2 separate regions of the Oryctolagus cuniculus genome follow, and region 2 is linked to region 1. The links are chromatin contacts, called in public Micro-C maps. All regions are on one chromosome and are shown on one strand. The core of a region is the stretch at or near the end of the contact, and the rest is flanking DNA. Distances in the headings are between cores, read along the strand shown. Region 1 holds the start of CFDP1 (craniofacial development protein 1). Region 2 holds the start of ADAT1 (adenosine deaminase tRNA specific 1).

Region 1 (3,590 bases), core at 529-3,028:
TCCCCTCCCCGTCCTTGCCTTGTTTTGCCCTCTCATCCAGGTCTTCATTGGTGGGCCCTGCAGCCTTCTCCACCAGACCCTCCTCACATCTTCCTCCTGCATGTCGCCCAAGCCCTCTCCACGTATTCGCATGTGAACTGCTTTATGTTTCCCACACTGCTCCGCTTTCTGCAACACCTTCAAAGCCTTCGTAATCTTCCACAGAGTCTGGCCAAACACTTCTCCAGCAGGTATTGATAATCGCCCGCTTGAGGTTGTCCCAGGCGGTGCCATCGTAATCGACCACGTTGTGGATGGTGATCAACTTCCAGTAGTGCATCACGGTGGTTTCCCCGTGGGCCTTGCGCGTTTCCCAGGCCTTGCTGTAAAGCTCCTCCTATAGTGTGCCTTGAAGCTTTTATTATACCCCGATGGAGGGGTTGGCTGAGAGACGTGGTGTTTGGGGGCATAAAAAGAACCTCTACGTTGGGGTGCGCATTTTTCTTAAGATTAATTTTATTTATTTGAAAGAGTTACAGAGCAAGGTAGAGCCAGAGAGAGAGAGAGAGAGAGAGAGGTCTTCCATCCGCTGGTTCACTCCCCAAATGGCTGCAACGCCAGAGCTGAGCTGATCCGAAGCCAGGAGCTTCTTCTGGGTCTCCCACTGGTGCAGGGGCCCAAGGACTTGGGCCATCTTCTACTGCTTTCCCAGGCCACAGCAGACAGCTGGATTGGAAGTGGAGCAGCCAGGACTAGAACCGGCGGCCACATGGGATGCCGGCGCTTCAGGCTGCGGCTTTAATCCGCCGCGCCACAGCGCCGACCTGGGGTGTGCATTTTCAAGTTCTTCCCGGCAGTGGGCTGGGGCATTATCCAAAATTAATAAAAAAAAAAAAAAAAAAAAAAAAAAAAAAAAAAAAAAAAAAAACCTTGAAGGCAAGGTTTCTGCTCTGGAGATAGAGTTCAACCAGTCAGCCATCACCCGAGCCTTCTTGTTCCACCTCCTGTGGACTGGCATGCGGTTGACATTTTTGCCTTTCAGTTGGGCTCCGTACACCACGAAGGTTTGCACTTGAAGTCGCCCTTGGCACTGGCGCACAGCAGCAAGGCTGCATGGTCTCGGGATGGTTTAAAGTCCAGGGCTTCGGAGGCCACACGAGTTACATAGGTTCGTCTTCAACATCCTTGTAAAACAGGCCGGTGTCATCGGCACTGGAAGCCGGCGCGTCCACGCAGCTCTTCTGTGTAACACTCAGCAGATGTGTTGTTAAATCCATCTGCAGAGCCGGCCTCGCCCGCCAGCTTCCCGGTCCTCAGACCGCAGCGCCGGCGCTGGCCGAGAGGGGCTTCGCCCATCCCTGCCCCTGGGGACAGGGCCGTGAATCCCTCCGGCTTTCAGTCTCACAACAAGGCTGCCCACGACGCTGTTCGGTCGGCCGGCATCTCGTGAATCCACAGGTTCAGGCGCGTCTCCATCGCCTCACCTCGCACTATCGCTGAGACGCGAGTACTCCCCGGGGCTGCCTCACGCACACATCGGCGGATTTCCTGCTCGTTTTTCTTGGGTACCGGCTGGTCGACTCATTCACCTTGAACTCGCGGCCAGCCGCGCTGTAACTCACGCCTGAGCGGAGCTTGTCTAACACCCGTATTTTCTCCATCAGGCAAACCCACGAATAACGAGAGCCAGGTCTAATCCCATAGATGAGCAACTTAAGTGTAGCGCCGCATTTCACCAAGACTACAAGTTCCAGCATGCACCGCTTCTGGGCGGGCCCGCACCGCCTCACGCGCCGCACGAGAGCGTCAGCCCGGAGGCAGTGACCGGAAGTGTGTTTCCACCACGTAGCACTTTCTGCGCATGTGCACACCCAGCCCGGGCCGCCCTAGCCGCCGCCGCCGCCGCAGCTCTATGGTCTCTCCCTAGAGGTTTGCTGTTGTGGGGCGGCTGCTGCTCTTGCGGTCTTGTGGATTGGCTGGCCCCGACCTGCAGCACCATGGAGGAATTCGATTCCGAAGACTTCTCCACCTCGGAGGAGGACGAGGACTACGTGCCGTCGGGTGAGCGATTCCGCCCGAGGCGAGAGGCTGACTGCCCCGCCCCCCGCCTCACGTGAAGCGCGCCTGGCGCTCGCGGGCATCCGCTCGGCGCGCCCTGCGGTGCCCGGGGCTCCCGGCGTCCAGCGGGTCCGCCGCGACCGCCCGCCCGCCGGGGGCCGGCGCGAGGCCTGTGCGCGGGGGCGTCCCGAGCAGCGGTCCCCGGCGGGCGGGCGGGGTTCGGCCGCCGCCCCTAGCGGAGCGCGGGAACGGGCACGTGGACGCCGCCCGCCGCTTCGGAAGCTTCTGGAAGGCGGACGTCGACGCTGTTGGCCCCGCTGGCCCGAGGCAATGGCTGGCTCCCGGCGCGTGCGAGATGCGCGTGCGGCCGTCCAGCCTCACGAGGGGTCTGGTCGCGGGCGCTCCGCCCGGAATCGGTGCCCCGGGGCCGTCACCGAAGCGGGCGGTCACGGCTGTGGTGTGGGGCGAGTGCCCCCTGGCCCCTCGCCCCCGGCCGGGCTCGGAGCCCCCACGCCGTCTCGGGGGCCCCTGCACAACCTGCTGGCCGCTCTCGCCGTCGGTTCTCCGCCCGTGTGGTCGCGGGACACTGGCTTCCGTTCTAATAGGGCCGCGCGTGCTTCGGCGCAGTCGAGTTTCTGCAAGGCTCGGTTTGCAAACGCCTTTGCCATCACCCGGCGCCCTTGCTTGGTGCTCTCCGAGGGGAGGCTTTTGCACGCCGCCCCCACCCTCCACCCGCCGTTCCTCCGCCGGCCCTCCTCCTCCTCCTGCCGTTCGTGCACCTGCGTCTCGTTTTGGCCGGATTGCGTTTTGGAGCTGCGACACCATTCACCGCTGCGTTGGGTGGTGGGCCGATCGCCTTCCTGCCTGCTTTTGGCGTTCATTGCCACGTTCTGTTAGCGCCTCGCTGTCCGTGTGCTCACTGCTAATTTGACTCTGAACTTTCAGGCTTGCCTTGCTCATCCCCCTGACCGCGTTGATTCTTTGGGTTTTCACTCTCACCTTCCGAAATGTTTGTCTTCTCACCTGCCCTGGTTTGGCTTGGTTGTCCTCTTTGACTCTTGCAGTGTCTTGTTTTGTGTTTGAAGATTTATTTCACGTATTTGAAAGGCACAGAGAGAGGCAGACAGGTCTTCCATGCGTTGGTTCCCTCCCCACGTGATCGCAAAGGCCGGGGCTGGGCGGGACTGAGAGTGGGAGCCAGACGCGTGGGCTGTGTGTTCTCAGGGAGCTTGAAGGTTTGTAAGCCTGCTCCCGTTCCGGATGCCGCGTTGCAGGCAGTGGCTTAACCCGCTGTGCCACAGTGCTGGCCCCTGTGGTTTTTTTTTTTTTTTTTTTTTTTTTTTTTTTTTTTTATGATTTATTTATTTTATTTGAAAGGCAGAATACCACGAGAGAGAGAGGGCTTCCATCTGCTGGTTCACTTCCTAAATGGCCACAATGGCTGGAGCTGAGCCAGTCTAAAAAGCCAGGAGCCAGGAACTTCTTCCGGGTCCCTCACGTGGGTGCAGGGGCCCGAGGATTTGGGGCCATCCTCCACTGCTTTGCTAGGCTGT
Region 2 (3,590 bases), core at 407-2,906, 150 kb before region 1:
ATTATTTCCTCAAAATATTGAAGGCTCATAATTTGCCATGCTCTACTGGAATGAACGGAATCAGACATGTTCCCAAGCTTGCAGAGAAAAGTGCTGGGAAGCCCTTGAATTTAAGCGGACGGATTATCTTGTCATTTGAAAATTGCTGTCTGGGGCTGATGCTGTGTCCTAACAGGTAAAGCTACTGCCTGCAGTGCCGGCATCCCATATGGACACTGGTTCGAGTCCTGGCTGCTCCACTTCCTTCTGGGGAGTGAATACCAGACAGAAGACTGACTCTTTCTTTCTCTGCCTCTGCATCCCTGTAACTCTCTGCCTTTCAAATAAATAAATCTTTTAGAAAAAAAAGTCTGCTGTGAGAGGAAGTGGAGTTAGGAAAGAAAAGATGAAAGTAGCAATCAGTTCAACATGGGTCAAAGTGGCTTGAATTAGCTAGCTGCCATAGGAGTAGATGGGTTCAAGAGATGGGAAGTAAAACATACAGGACTTGGTAATGAGTGGTGGTGTGAGGGTTAGGGATGGGAAATGACATGGATTGATAGTAGAACCAGTCCTGAGATAAGGAACCCTGGACCATCATACCCTCATGCCTACGTCACCAGGATCAGTGTTAGCACCGAGGAGGGATTCTGTTGTGGATGGAGGATGCTAATCCTTAACAGTGGGTTAAAGCACTGCTTGGGATTCCTGCCTAGGACAGAGTCCTGCTTCCAACCCGGCTTCCTGCTATGGGCACCCTAGGGAGCAGGAGACGTCTCAGTACCTGGGTTCCTGCCACCCATGTGGGAGACCTGGATGGAGCTGCTGGCTCCTGGCTTCAGGCTAACCAAGCTCTGGCTGTTGTGGGCATTTGGGGAGTGAACCAGCACGTGGAAAATCTGTTCTGCCTTTTCAGAGACAGACTTGGGAGGACCAGGAATGAGGAGCAAGCAGATCTTTAACCTTGGAGTAGGGCCACGGCCCTTTTCCTCTGTAATAACGAGAAGGATGGAGTTAAGAACTTTACTCTGTCTCCTCTTAACTTTTGGGAGATAATAAGAAAACTGAACTGTCTCTTCTTTAGCAATTGAGGTGAACAACTGCTGATGAGTGGAGTTTCCAGAACTATCCCAGAGTGCTATACCACCCATTCCTGGAAATCTGAAGGCATTACTCCTGTGCTTCTGCCACAGTAGCTACATGTGGCGATTGACGGCTTGAAATGTGGCTGATCTGAATCCAGATGTAAAATATACACCAGATGTCTTAAACACAGGATAGAAAAAAACAATGTAAAATACCTCAGTATTTCTTAAAACACTGGTTACACGTTGAAATGAGATTTTTATGTATATATATATATATGTCTAAGTAAAATAAATGAGCAAAATTAATTTCACGTATTTCTTTTGAACATCTTTTGGGTTACCAGAAATTTTTAAATTACAAAATGACTTATTATTTCTATTGTGCGGCACTGTTTCGAAAGTTCAGAGTAGTGTTACTAGATACATCATTCCATTTGAAACTACCTCTAACCCGACAGGCGGCCCCTCAGCCTGTTGTGAGCATCGCAAAATACACCACCAAGAGGATCCCAGACTCGGATCCAGTACCGCGGCCTTGGCTCCGCCCCCACCGAAGACTACAAGGGCCGGCGTGCACTGCGCGCGCCCGGAAGGGACGGCCTCTTTGTACGTCACGTCTCCGCGACCCCAGTGTTAGGCTGGTTCCCTCGGCGTGGAGGTGGGAGGGCGTTTTGTGTGTTGGGGTAGCGGGTCCCGGCCCCGAGTCAGGAACCTGTGGTATGACTTTGCCGAGCCCATTTCATGTGGGAAAATGATGTCAGGACTTTCCCGGACGCGTGTCTCGTGGGAAAGTTCCCTCCGTCCCCGGAAGTGCCAGCAGCCACCGCGTGCGTGGAGTGCTCTGGCGGCCAGCGCTTGCCGCGGGACCCCGTGAGTCGGGCGCTCACGTTGTCCCCAGCCCGCTCCCTTAGTGCCCCGTCTGGCTTTTCTCCTTGTTGGAGGGCCCGCCCCGAGCTCGCGAGTGGCCAAGAGGGCTGTGCCTCGGGGAGCCCCGCTAAAGCCGCGGTTCCGCCTGGCCGCCGACTTGACTTTTCTGGTCAGGGCTGTTGGCACTGCGGTCCTGTGGGCCGACAGGTGCGGTGCTTTCTCTGGAGAAGTCCCTCAGGATCTAGGAGGGAGCGCAGGCTTGGGTTCTGATGGACTCGGGATGGCAGAAACAGGATTCGTTCATGGCAATAGCTGCATCCTCCTTCAGTCGACTGCCTGAACGAGATGACTGCTTCGGGCTGCTTCGTGGCAGGGAGTCCTTTCTCCTGGGAGAGTCGGCCTTGCTGGGCTGCTAGTTGATAGCGTGCGTGGTGCTTCTCTGGTTTAGTATCTGGTTGGTGGCCGGATACCTGCCCTCGTTAAAATTCACCGCTTGGGGGTGCCTCCCAGAATGTTTTTTGTTTGTTCTAAGAGATGCAAGACGACTTCCGGTTCTCTGATTTTGAAGTCACAGTTTCTGTCAGTTCCTGCCAGATTTTTGTTTTAAATCCCCATGGTCTTAGTATTACCGTTTACTGCAGTTTCAGGCCTGCACATTGTAATGCACGGGTCTCAGTGTGGAAGGGTCTTTCAAAAGTGACGTGCATTGAGGTCTGCAAACTTTTTTTTTTTGGTTACAGTGCTTAGCTCTGCCCATTGCCACATGATCTCATCTTCTACCAAGAGGCTTTGGATATAATTGAGACCACATGAGGTTAGGATGAGTCTAGTGAGTGGTGATACAGAGCCAGGAGTGGGAGAGTTTCCAGTAAAGTGTCCTAAGCCTCTTTAAGGTCTGATCTGCCTAATTTGGTTTTTTTTTTTTAATTCATGTTTCTAATTTGCCAGTTATAGTCCTTTTGCTCTGCCCTCCCACCACCACCAAGTACCTCAAAGTAAATTAAATGTTATTTTTGTCATGTTAATCACAGTTGATGTTAATTACTCAACATCATAGAATTTGCTGTTATTTTTTAATCTTCACAAGAACTCCAATAGATTAGATATTATTACTATTAGATTATTATTTTTTTTGAGAGACAGAGCTTCTGTATACAGGTTCATTTTAAATGCCCACAAAGGCTGGGCATAGGCTGGGCTGAAGCTGGGAGTTGAGAACTCAATCCTGGTCTCCCGTGTAGGTGGCAAGACCTAACTACTTCAGTCATCACCACTGCCTTCCAGGTCTGCGTTAGCAGGAGCTGGAGTCAGGAGCCAGAACCCAAATCCAGGTTCTCCATTTTGGGAAGTGGGCATCCTGTCAGGCTAACTGCTAGACTGGACGCCCACCCCAGCCATATTTAAACAGATGTAGAGTAGTTGGTAATCAAGGTCACATAGGGTTAATTAGTGGCAGAACTAGAATTAGGCCCCAGAAGGGTGACTCGAAAGCCCATACCCTTAAGCATGACTCCTGTGAAAAGGAGAACACTTGACCTGTAAGGAACTTCTTGGTTGGAATTTATTAGAGGGAGACAGAGAAAACCACTCTTCCATAGGGAAAGGAGAGAAAGTGCCTCAAAAGGAGGGTAGAAAAGGACAACTATTCGTGAAGAA

The links. A called contact is a pair of places that touch in the nucleus more often than the background predicts.
Region 2: a Micro-C map of ear pinna shows a contact between it and region 1, with 6 times the contacts expected there. The contact joins the promoter of ADAT1 here to the promoter of CFDP1 in region 1. A contact is called at or near these places in 2 of 6 Hi-C or Micro-C datasets (ear pinna and an unstated tissue).

Annotation. Positions count from the first base shown.
Region 1 is chr18:57,858,764-57,862,353 of mOryCun1.1, reverse strand. It overlaps CFDP1 (craniofacial development protein 1), which reads left to right and starts at 1,778. Exons shown (of 7, transcript XM_002711685.5): 1 at 1,778-2,040. The coding sequence starts at 1,977.
Region 2 is chr18:58,005,060-58,008,649 of mOryCun1.1, reverse strand. It overlaps ADAT1 (adenosine deaminase tRNA specific 1), which reads left to right and starts at 1,656. Exons shown (of 10, transcript XM_051847292.2): 1 at 1,656-2,388.